4 separate regions of the Mus musculus genome follow, and all the other regions are linked to region 1. The links are chromatin contacts, called in public promoter capture Hi-C maps. All regions are on one chromosome and are shown on one strand. Each heading gives the region's core, a stretch centred on a gene start, on an enhancer-like site or on the middle of the called end of the contact. The rest is flanking DNA. Distances are from core to core; before and after follow the strand shown.

Region 1 (2,831 bases), core at 96-2,595:
TTGCTGGCTTCCAACATATCAGAAGAGGTCATCAGATCTCATTAAAGGTGGTTGTGAACATATGTGGTTGCTGGGAATTGAACTCAGGATCTCTGGAAGAACAGTTAGTGCTCTTAACTGCTGAGCCATCTCTCCAGCCCCACCTAGGGAATTTTTAATAATTGAAATTACCCAACATATGTAATGGAATGTCTCATGCTTACATTCAGAAAAGAAATAATAAAAAACAAATCTTGTTACGAAGAAAACCGGGTATGGAAATACCAAGTCAATGAACTTGGTCCAAGTTCAAGGTCAGTAGAGGGGCTGCACTCCCTGTGCCTCGATCCCAGCCCTTCTACTCTTACAAACATGCAGCATGCCTACTACTCCGACTTTTCTTTCCTTTGTTTTTAAAGACAGGGTCTCACTATGTAGCCTTGGCTAGCCTGGAACTCACCATGTAGACCAGGATGGACTCTTAACTCCTAGAGATCATCTGCCTCTACCTAGTGCTAAGATTAAAGACATCCTCAGTGTCCCCCATCCTCCAGTGTCCCCATCCTCCAGTGTCCCCCATCCTCCAGTGTCCCCCATCCTCCAGCTCACCTGCTGCATCTGAGTTCCCACTGTAAAGGAGATCACAGATGTTTCCCCACTCGGGGTTGGTGAAGGTTAAGGGGAGCATCAGAGAGACCTTAAGTCTGGTTCTCACCGACTTTATACCTTGCCCAATGGCACATGCCAGCATGAGAAACACGGAAATTTGGCAAACCATGCAATCTACCAGGAACTCAGCTGTGAAGGGAGAGACAGTCCAAGATTGCCTGCAAAGTTTCTGCTTCCTCTCAAGCCCTCCAGAGGCCCCAGAGGAAGGAGTCCTGACCCTGCCATCTTCCTTAGACTCCAGGGCCTCCTTTTCTCTAAAGAGGCGTGGAGGGTGCTGAGTGTGGGGTGAAGGGGAGATCAGTGCAGCCAGGCTGCAGTCAGGCACAGGAGGCTGACCTTCAGTTAGCTGCTGCTAGACTGAGCTCCCACTAGTTACCTAGGAAGGCACCCAAAAGCACCGGGAGGCTGGGGGGCGGCGGGTTGGGGCAGAGACCACCCAGGAGAAATGAAGGGCTTGGTGTGGGGAGGGAAAGGAGGAAGCGGGGTGGGGGCAGTATCAGAGAAGAAGGGGCACTAGAGAGTGAGGAAAAAAGCAGAAGTCATTGTGTGGGGAGAAGGTTGAGGGATGATGCCGAAAAAGAGGAAGGGGTCAGCGGTGGCGGTAAGACTTTGGAGAAGGAAGGAGAAAGTCGAGAGGGAGGGAAGAGGAGGCGGTCCTGATTCTCCACTTTACTGCCCATTCCTTCTCCCTTGCTGAAACATCCAGCCGGTGCCTTTGTGGCCTCTTGGGCTGGGTTGCAATCTCATGCCAACCCGCTTGCCGGTTGTCAGGAGGCCTCTGGGGAGGACGCTGCAGGAGCCTCAAACGCCACCTACTCCCGGCCTCTCTCCCGGTTGATGTTTCTATTTTGGGCACCACATTATTTCCTGCTGTGATTTTTTTTTTCAGGCTTCTAATTCAGGCTCTGAGGTAAGCTGTGACATCCGCTCGTGCCCGCAGGCCCCTCCCGCACACTGCTTGTCCTCCTGGGGCGCGGGCACCCCTCAGGCCCAGCAGCAGTCCAGCCACTGCGGGGAGTCTTGGCAGGGCCTGCCTAAAAATAAGCTTTCGGATTTCCCCTCCCCCTGGTAGGGCAAAAGGAGGCTAGCTGGAATAGATTTCTAGGCAAGGATTTGAGGGGGTGATGGAGTGAGGTTGACAGGGACCTGCTATAAACTGTGCCATTGTGCCTAGGAATGGGAGTCCAACGCTTCCGTGTCCGAAGTCTGTTTAACTATATTTGGACAATGACCCTTTAGAGATGCTGATAAAGGCTACACAGAATCCCAGAAACTGTCCACAACAAACTCACAGGTAGGTTCCTGGTAATTTTGGGTTTGTGCACTTCCTTGAGTCGGGGAGCCCTTGTTCAAAGCCCTGGGTATGCATGGACGCCTCCCTCCCTGATCTCTCCTCTCAACCTCAGTATGCCTCATTATATTTAATCAATATGTGCTTAAAAAGAAGAAGTCTCTGTATGTGCAAGTACTTCAAGCACAGGCAGATTATAAGCTATGTCCTTAGGGAAACAACAGCCTCTTAAAACTGTCTTCTGGTTTACTCCCAAGGACCTGCTGGCCATCTGGCAGTGAGGGCACCCACTGCATTGGGTTCTGGCAGATTTAAGTTCCGAACTCAATTAAGTAGGCTCTGTTTTTGTTTTTCCTGACTTCTCTCTCACAGCAGACAAAATGGTAAAGCTCCCGGGAGTCTCACCCATCCCAGTCCATGGGGGTGACTTTAGCTGAGACTCCTAGCAGTGAGGATATGGAGCCTGTTGTGCTTGTAGACAGGAGCCTAGCATAACTCCTCTGACAGCTACCCAGCAGCTGACTGAAACAGATGCTGAGTCCCACAGTCAAACATTAAATGGAGCTTGGGGACTCTTGTGGAAGAGTTGTGGGAAGGATTGCAGGCCCTGAAGGAAATAGGAACTCTACAAGAAGACCAACAAAGTCAACTAACCTGGACCACTAGGGGCTCCCAGAAACTGAACCATCAACCAAAGAGCATACACAGGCTGGACCTAGGCCTCCTTGCACATATGGAACAGATATGTAGCTTGGTCTTCATGTGGATCTCCCAACAACTGGAGCAAGGGCTGTCCCTGAATCTGTTGCCTGCCTGTGGGTCCTGTTCCCTTAACTAGGCTGCCTTGTCTGGCCTCAGTGGGAAAGGATGTGCCTAGCCCTGCAAAGACTTG
Region 2 (2,831 bases), core at 193-2,692, 1.8 Mb before region 1:
AAAGAAAAGAAAGAAAGAAAACAAGGCCTGAGGATGTAGCTCAGTAGCAGAGCATTGGCCTAGCACGTACAAGACCGAGGTCTGTCACAAGTACCTCCTACTCCCCCAAGCCATACATTTTGAACATCTGACAAAAAAGACTGGTGGTGTTTGCTCCCTTCCTTAGTCAAATAAAGCACAGGATACAAAACATTGATCAAATATGGCTGCTCACCAACTATAGAAGAAGGCCAGCTGGGCCTTGCTTCTGCCCTCCTGTGAAGACAAACTACTCCAGAGCAGTCAGATGTCACAGGGACAATGACAAGAGATGCCTTCCAGGGAATGCCAAGACTTCCATGTGCAATATAAGCTCGCTCACTTCACCCTCGGGGAGGAAAACAAGTGCTCCCTAGGGCTTACATCAGACAAGGGAACACCAGCAGAAGTCAGGTGCCTCCCATACAATCTGGGTCTCCCTAAGCACAGAAAAAGCGGTCTCGCCTAGAACCTGTAGTCTTCAACCTTAGCTAAACGACCCACCCACCCACCACCAAACAACCACTGGGTCACCAAAGAGATGGATGAGGTGCCAAGAGCTCCAGAAGAAAAGCTGCCCAGACCTCAGCCAAGGAATGTAGAACACGAAGGCTCTGCCGGCCTTCCTTGGAACCAAAGAATTTTTTTCTTCCTCTTAAGGCTTTTCTTCCCAGGTACTTCACCGCAGTCCATCCGGTACCATCAAGCCCTCTAGCAACTGAAGCCTCCCAGTCTTCCGGCGGGGATGAACGTTTGTCCTAAAGGAACGCACTGGCGCAGCGACCACCCAAGGTCACGCCCCGGAAACCAAGGGCAGGAGCTGCGCTGGAGTTCTGGGGACGCCCAGCGAGGCGGGGTGCCACCGGGTCGCCAGTGCTCCCCACTGGCCCCCTAATTAGCACCAGAGGCATGCCCGCCACGCCCCAGGCCGAGCTTCCGGAAGGACGCCCCGGGGCCGCCGCGACCCACCTCCGCGTCCAGGGCCCCTGGTTCTTTAGTGCCCGCCGCCCCGGCCGTGGCCTCGCTGCCCGCACTCGCACGGCCCGCAGCCTCTCGGCTTTGAAGGCTGGGTGGGAGGCAGGGCTCAGGCCCCGCCGCCCGGGCCTCGGAAGCCCTCTGACTCTGTCGCCCCGCACCACCTAGGTCACAGTACACCGAGAGGTCCCCCTTGGCCCCATCGGGAGGCCCCGGCCCGTGCCCATCGCGCTGGAGAGCCGCAGCCCCACCGCCCCCGACCCCGCCCCCGGCCGTGCAGTCCCTCCAGAAGCGACTCCGGCAGCGACCCAGCCCCTGCACCACCACGACCCCTCCCAAGATGCGGTGGCGACCCTAGCCGCGCCTAGAACGCACCTTGAGGGTCGGGTACTCCTGCACCTTCAGGGTCATGGACAGCTGGGCCGCCGACTCCTGCACCGCCATCTTGGGCCGGCCGAGCGGAGGAGGCGGGTACGGGGCACGCCGGATAGTGACGTGCTACGTACGGGAGCAGGCGGAGCGGCTATGAGTCTGCACCAATCGTGTCACCGGGCCGCCCGAGCGGAAGAAGGCCAGAGCCAATCATCTTTCACGGGCTCGACCAATCGCCGGCAGCTCTAGAGAGCGGCTTCCTCATTGAATTGTCCGCTGGCGTAGGCCGCAGATGCGGATTTAGTAGAGCGGGGATCCCGACGCCATGGACGTTCGGAGGGTTGGGGCTGAGACGACTCACGTTGTGGTCGCACCCCCCCCCCACACACACACCTCCGAAGTCGCCTCCCGTAGTGGTCACAGGCCCTGCCTCAGCGCTCGGTGGCCGTTATCTCTGAATGGTCACTTAGGGGTGCGGTTTTTGCCATCCGGGAACTACTTTCCTTCATCTCCATTTTCGCCGATTAACAGCTCTGGCGTCCAAGAGCGGGCTTCCCAATAAAAGATAAAGAATGTTTACAATAGAATAAGACAGGGAGGGGCTATCGAGCAGCTGTGCTTTCCTGCCAGTAATAACATAAGGAACACTTGGGAACTGCATTTGTGAAAAAGCGATGAATCCTTGATTTGGGGTCCAAAAGGCGTCTGAAGGTGTCCAGTCCCTGACCTAAACTTGTAGTCAAGTTGAATTCCTGGAGCAATAGTAATGATCAGTTAACATCTTTCTGATAAACTAAGCAACGTGGATCTTCCAGGGCTCCTGAGTGAAAGCAATTATCTGTGATGTAGGCTTCACCCTACAGCACATGTCACAAGACCTGAGAATCAGTCTGTTCCCTAAGGCAATGAGGACTTCTTTAAACCACCTGAAAAACAGAATTGAAGTAACTATCAACCAGACCACACCTTGACTGAGATTGCTTAATTATCATGCCTTTTACCTACATTCTAATTCTTCTATTTTGAACTCAATTTGGCCATTTGTTGGTAGCCAGACAATAAACTTGAGGGTCACTAAAACCCTTTATCTGAACTGAATGGCTTTTTTTTTTTTTTTTTTTTTTTTTTTTTTTTTTTTTTGGTGAATTGAACCTACCTCACGTTTGCATGATTTCTGCAGAAGCCAGAAGAGAGCGTTAGATCCCCCAGGAACTAGAGTTACAGATTGTTGTGAGACAAGCACATGGGTGCTGAGTACTAAACTTGAGTTCTCTACAAGACCAGCATGTGCTCTTAACCCATGAGCCATCTCTCCAGCCCTCCTCGCCTGCTTTTAAAATTAAAAATGGAATTACATTTCATTCCTTAGGAAATGACTTCTACATTAAGTTGTCTTTTGTATTTTACAGAACTGGATCTTTGTTTTGTTTTTCCTTGAGACTCTATCTTGGAACTCTATGTAGACC
Region 3 (2,831 bases), core at 237-2,736, 1.6 Mb before region 1:
CTAGGTACAGATCTATGACTGCTCTAAGGACCCCCCCCCCCACACACACACACAAAAACACATAGCACAATCAGCACTGGCTCCTGCATCCCCTCTCCAGTAACACTGTGAGCATCCTGGTCCCTGAAGCTCTGGAACTCTTGCCAGATGTGAGAAACCTGGATCCTATGACAAGCATGGTCCATAGCTAGTCACAGAGCACAAGGCAAATTAGAGGAGAGCAGGCCTCTGAATGAAAGGTCAACAGTAAAGATCCCTCGGGGTCCACAGGGCCAAGTCCATTTCATAAGAGCGTCTGTCTACGCCCATTGTCCGTTGAGGCATAGTGGGATTTTCTAAGCTGCCTTAGGGCGCCTTTATCTGAAAAGGGGAAGAAAGTCCTTGTTCTAGTGTTTACGCAGGCTTAATTGTCGTCATGGCTTCCTTCTGCATCGGTTGGATGAGCTGTAGTAGATACAGCAGTTCGACCATCTTCTCTCTGGCCACACGGTGGGAATATGTACTGCTGACAAGCCATGCCACATCGCTACTCGATGTGCGACCTACAGCTGCTCAGCTTAAGCCATTGAGCAACTGCTGTTAACACAGGCTAGCTTGCTTATTGTAAGTGAGTTGCACACGGGTAGCTACAGCCACAGAAGCTTTAGGCTTCTTGGTGACTTTCACCAGCAGCTTGAGACGTTCTGGGGCAGTCTGTCTTTGGTCTCTAGGCCTGGTGCCTAAATGCTATGTCCACAGTTGCCGCTATGTGGCTGCCTTATTTATTTGAAATGAGGGTGAAGTCATTCTCTTTGTTTGCATTTGAGCTTCGCAGATTCTATTTATTCTCTCTCACTGTCTGTCTGACAGTGAAACATTAACTTGGTCCAAAACCCAGAATGTGTCTTGGAGCAGCTCCCTGGATATTTTGGTACGTGGGGGACCCGGCAGAGGTTGCGTTTGTCGTCTCTCTCCACTCTTCTTTCTACTTAGTTCTTAGGCTTCCTCAGTAGTTTTGAGAGTATTTCCCTGACACTGCACTGCAGTAAACATCAGAATCTACTACCCAGTCCAAAGGAACACCAGAGGCCTGGAAGCTGGGAGGAGGTGGACCAAGGAGCAGCTTGAAATCCCCGAGCTGCTTTCCTTCGGCTGGCCAAGTGGGCCCTCAGACCCCTATGAGAAAGAGGTGTCTGGCTGGCTGAAACCCAGAGCCCCAAAGCCTTTTACAGCTAAGCTGGTAGATCTGGGGCTCCTCAGCACCCCAACACACACACACACACACACACACACACACACATTTGTCAAGTGGAGAAATGTGGGTCACATCTCGACCACATCTGTGGCAAAGTTCAGACAGGGCACCAATGTGGCCTCTGGCCCCAGACTCCTATCTCTGAACACAGAGCCCCTTGCAGCACCACCCAGAGACAGCCTGTGAGAGGAGGGAGGAGGGCGGAGAGAGGGAAGGGAGAGGGAAAGACAAAGAAAGGGGTGCGGCAGGGCAGCAGTTAGCCCGAGGGGGCGGAGAGTGAGCTCAACTTGGAGCAGGTCACAGCAGTCAGAACTAGTGAGAAGGTTGAGCAGAGAACCCCTGCAGCAGGAAAACCTCTTGCTTCCTTGTCTCAAGCCCCTTCTGGCACTTTCTGGGACCAGGCACTGAGGCAGAAGACAGGAAGAGCTGGGGCCTATCTGCTGGCCAGAGGCACTAACCTTGGGCACACATAGGATCTGGGAGCTCTGGGACCAATCCTCCAGCTGACAAGCCCAGCAGCCTGCCTCTGACGCTTTTGCCAGGTGAGTGGTTGTTCACATCTCAAGAGGGCCTGGGGCTCCTGGAACAGCAATCTGTAACACTCAGAGACTACCCTGGGGGCTGGGCATGACCTCAGCTTTGCTAATCTAGCCCCATGCACAGCTAGTCCATGAAGTGTACAAGCCAGGCGCACTTCACAGTGCAGGGGACACAATGTAGAGCGGCCAGGAGGTGTGTGACAGAGATAATTGTAAACCCATTGACCTTTTGTCCCTTGGACTACAGTCCTGGGGGCTGTAGTTCACAAGTTACACTGACATTCTTGCAGACAAGCAGTGAAACCGGCCACGTACCTGGTGCCCTTTTCACTGGGCGGCATCTGGGAAACTCTCGAAGGACATTCTGGGGACCAAACGGTGTGTTTGCAGGCATCTCACTCTGGGAGCTCGTTCTGTTCTCTCCTGGGGCTCCGTGGACAGGGGCCCTGGGACTAAAGGTGCCAACTCTTCTCTCCCTCTGCTGTAGGTGATGGAAAACGTGAGTCTTGCCCTGGGCAGAGCTCTTTGGGTCTTCCTCCTGGCCATGATAGGCTCCACCACGAGCCAGCCGCTGGGGGGAGAATCGGTTTGTACAGCCCGGCCTCTGGCTAGATACAGCATCACTTTCATTGGCAAGTGGAGCCAGACAGCATTTCCCAAGCAGTACCCCCTGTTCCGGCCCCCTGCACAGTGGTCCTCTCTGCTGGGTAAGGGCACCTTTCCTCCTTCTGCCTCATCCTGGAGGCTACAGGGCAGGAAGCAGTACCTGCTGGCTTCACAGCACACAGTACAAGTCACTGTCATCTGAGAAACATCCAACACAGGAAGCCCTTGCTAAATACCCACTGTCCCAGTGGCTGTTGGAGGGCACAGTAGCTGCGGGAAAGCTGGGGACACCAGTCACCCAGCCAGGCGTCTTAGCCACATAAGTGTGAAGGATGTTACGGTCTCTCTGTGTTCAAAGTGGATGTGGCTCCTTACCATTCAGTCAGGGAGCTGATATTTGGGGAGGGGGCGGGGGCAGGGGGAGAGGGACATGTGTCCCCTGGGGACAGCCC
Region 4 (2,831 bases), core at 92-2,591, 1.4 Mb after region 1:
CTGCCAGTTGTGGTGGCACACACCTTTAATCCCAGCACTGGGGAGGCAGAGGCAAATGGATCTCTGAGTTTGAGGCCAGTCCAATCTACACAGTGAGTTCTAGGACATTCAGGGCTACACAGAGAAACCTTGTCTTGTAAAACAAATCAAAACAAAAAATTACCCTGAAAGACCCTCGAGGGGAGACCCTCACTCAGACACTCAAGTCCCGGGACAGCCGCGTACCCAAGAAGACACTGAGACCATACATAAAATGTAGAAGGCAAGATTTAATAAGGCAGCAACATGAAAGCACACAGACCAGAGCTCTGGGGTCGAAATAAAGCAGCAACATGGAAGCACACAGAGCTCTGGGGTCGAAACTCATACACCTTAGCACAGGGTAGAGGAGTCTCGACGGTCAGCCAGAATTTTTCACAGGCTTATATAGTAAAACTCAAAGGGGGAGAACTGGGCAGGGAAAGTACAAGTTTACATCACTAGGGAGTTCTGCCAAGGGACAAGGGGTTCTGCCAAAGGATTCTACGTAACTAAGGAGTCATGTCCTATCAAGGAACCTACGTAACTAAGGAGTACCTGGTTCATTTTGAGGTTGTTCCAGGAGGCCTTTATCTCAAAAATGTTTTTGGAACAGTTTTTAGTTGGGAGGGTTCAAACTTTAGGGTGAGGAGTTTTGGGGTGAAAAGTTTAGGAGTGTTCTGGGAACAATCTCTAGATGGGAGGGGGTGGGCTCCGAGGTAAAAAATTCATGTTCTCACAAGAGGCCAGTAATTTTCTATTCTTCAACCCAGCCTGAGGTATTCTGACATACAAATACAGGGGACGGATTCAAGGTGTTTGATGGAACAAGAGCTGGCTTTCTTGTACCATGTGTGTTCCAGGGACCAGTTCAGGCTGTGGAGTTTGGCGGCAAGCTCCTTTACCCTCTGAGGCATCTTGCTGCCCCCTTTATAGTCTTTTCTAACCTTGGTTCAGTTTTGAAGGTCTAGCTTCCTGGAGGCATTCCAAAATGATCCAAGTTTCCTAGGCCCTGGGGACCATGCCTGAACCTGCCTCTGTGACCTGTTGTTTTTTGTGACGTGGTACCTGTGTCCCCTCCGCCTGCCCAGGAGAACCAAGGCACACTCCTCTCACAGAATCATGTGGGGGTCCAGGTGGCCCCAGTGACCTGGAAGCATATCTGCCCGAATCACAGGCTGTGACACTTGCTCTGTCAACTCACCTTGGCTCCCTCTGATCTTTCCTCCCTTCCTTCAGTAATAGCCCTGCCAGCTGGGGCGGGGGGTGGGGGGGGGTGGGGGGAGGAAATTTGCATCCTGGAACAGCCGGAGGGCTTTAGGGACTGCTGCGTTGAGCCATGTCCTCTCTAGCTCTCTCCCAGCTGCTCCTGGCCGTGACTCTTCCCCTGCTGGAGTTGGAGCCAACATTTGTCCCCACAGCCCAATCAGTAAGTACTGGGGTGAGTGAGGACCCTGGGGAGACCTGCAGAGGCCACAGTCAGAGCCACAGGTTGTGAGGAACCACAGGGTGTAGGATGAAAGGTGGAAGGAAGGGACCAGCTTGCCCCCAAGAAGGCAATCTTCCTGCCCAGGGTGAGGGGACACTTCCATAGCTTTACCTGAGTCCCCATGACACCCTACGACACCTGCTGCTCTTTTGGCTACCAACTTACAATGAAATGAGAAGAAAACCTTTGCAGATGTAGAAGCTTATTAGCATAGACGATGGGAAAGAGTCTGAGGAGAAGCGTGGAGCCTAGGCTTGCATTTTATTATCTATTTATCTACAGCTCCTAATCTACTGCAATCCCCAGATCTAAATATCCCTATCTGTAGCTTCCTCTGTGGCATGTCTTATCTATAGCCTATCCTTGCCTGCACCTGTTTGTTTGTTTGTGTTATATCCTCCTAGTTTTCATGTACTTCCTTGTTTTTATTTTCTGTGTGGATCTTCTGTGTTGCCCAGGCTGCTCTTGAACCCTTGCACTTAAGTAAGGGATACTCCTGCCCCATTATCTTAAGTAAGGGATACCCCTGCCCCATTATCTTAAGCACTGGGATTATTGTACAGGCTTGAACCACCATGTCTGGCTTCCTTCTGGTTTTATTATTTATATTTTGGGGTGATTGTTGTTAGTTAGTTTGTTTGTTTTTTAAATAAAGGTTCACTCTGTTGCCCAGGCTGTCCTTGTACTTGCTACAGTCTTCCTGCTTCAGTCTCCTGGGTGCTGAGATTGCAAGTGTGAGCTGCCATCTGGTTTTAGATGCATACACACATGGGATTTTGAGAGGAAAACATGGGTTAATTTGCAGGACCCTGACTCCTTGTTGGAGCTCTGGACCCAGCCATTTCAATTAGCCTAGAGGCCCAGGGACAGGTCAATTCAGGAAGGAGCTAAACAAAGCATGTTGACTTCCAGGGTGTGCCTGGTTCCTGGTTTCAGGTGAGGCTGCTGGCCCTGGCAGGGTCCCTGGAATTGTGCCCCTGTCCCCGTTTCTGAACATCCTTTTCTCCCTCCAGATACTTACATTTGACCTCTGGCCTAAAGAAGAACTTCTAAGAGACCAAGTCACACCAGAGTAGCCAGGCTGCCCCTGAGGGTACCCTGGCAGGAACTTGAGACCAGCCTCTCTCCTCAGAGTCTCCTCTATCTCTTTCCAGGAGCTCAGTCCATATGGAGGGAAATCTGGGCAGCAACTGAACCAGTACAGTGGAGAAGGGGGTGAGTGGAAGGACTGGGGGGCAGGGGTATCAAGAAAGGGGAAAGGAGCCGGGCTTGGTGGTGCACGCCTTTAATCCCAGCACTTGGGAGGCAGAAGCAGGCGGATTTC

The links. Promoter capture Hi-C pulls out the DNA fragments that hold promoters and counts their contacts.
Region 2: a promoter capture Hi-C map of liver shows a contact between it and region 1, with 4 times the contacts expected there. The contact joins the promoter of Maea here to the promoter of AI839979 in region 1. A contact is called at or near these places in 1 of 39 promoter capture datasets (liver) and 1 of 115 datasets of contacts at active chromatin or transcription factors (pancreatic cancer cells).
Region 3: a promoter capture Hi-C map of liver shows a contact between it and region 1, with 6 times the contacts expected there. The contact joins the promoter of Spon2 here to the promoter of AI839979 in region 1. A contact is called at or near these places in 3 of 39 promoter capture datasets (liver and pre-B cells).
Region 4: a contact with region 1 is called in a promoter capture Hi-C map of pre-B cells, with 2.7 times the contacts expected there. The contact joins the promoter of Adgrf3 here to the promoter of AI839979 in region 1. A contact is called at or near these places in 2 of 39 promoter capture datasets (liver and pre-B cells).

Annotation. Positions count from the first base shown.
Region 1 is chr5:31,569,911-31,572,741 of GRCm38.p6, reverse strand. It overlaps AI839979 (expressed sequence AI839979), which reads left to right and starts at 1,345. Exons shown (of 3, transcript NR_102275.1): 1 at 1,345-1,558; 2 at 1,823-1,942; 3 at 2,312-2,831.
Region 2 is chr5:33,334,183-33,337,013 of GRCm38.p6, reverse strand. Maea (macrophage erythroblast attacher) reads right to left here and starts at 1,442. Exons shown (of 9, transcript NM_021500.2): 1 at 1,369-1,442. The coding sequence starts at 1,437.
Region 3 is chr5:33,216,893-33,219,723 of GRCm38.p6, reverse strand. It overlaps Spon2 (spondin 2, extracellular matrix protein), which reads left to right and starts at 1,486. Exons shown (of 6, transcript NM_133903.3): 1 at 1,486-1,776; 2 at 2,261-2,480. The coding sequence starts at 2,264.
Region 4 is chr5:30,204,232-30,207,062 of GRCm38.p6, reverse strand. Adgrf3 (adhesion G protein-coupled receptor F3) reads left to right here and starts at 1,341. Exons shown (of 14, transcript NM_001014394.2): 1 at 1,341-1,447; 2 at 2,662-2,722. The coding sequence starts at 1,358.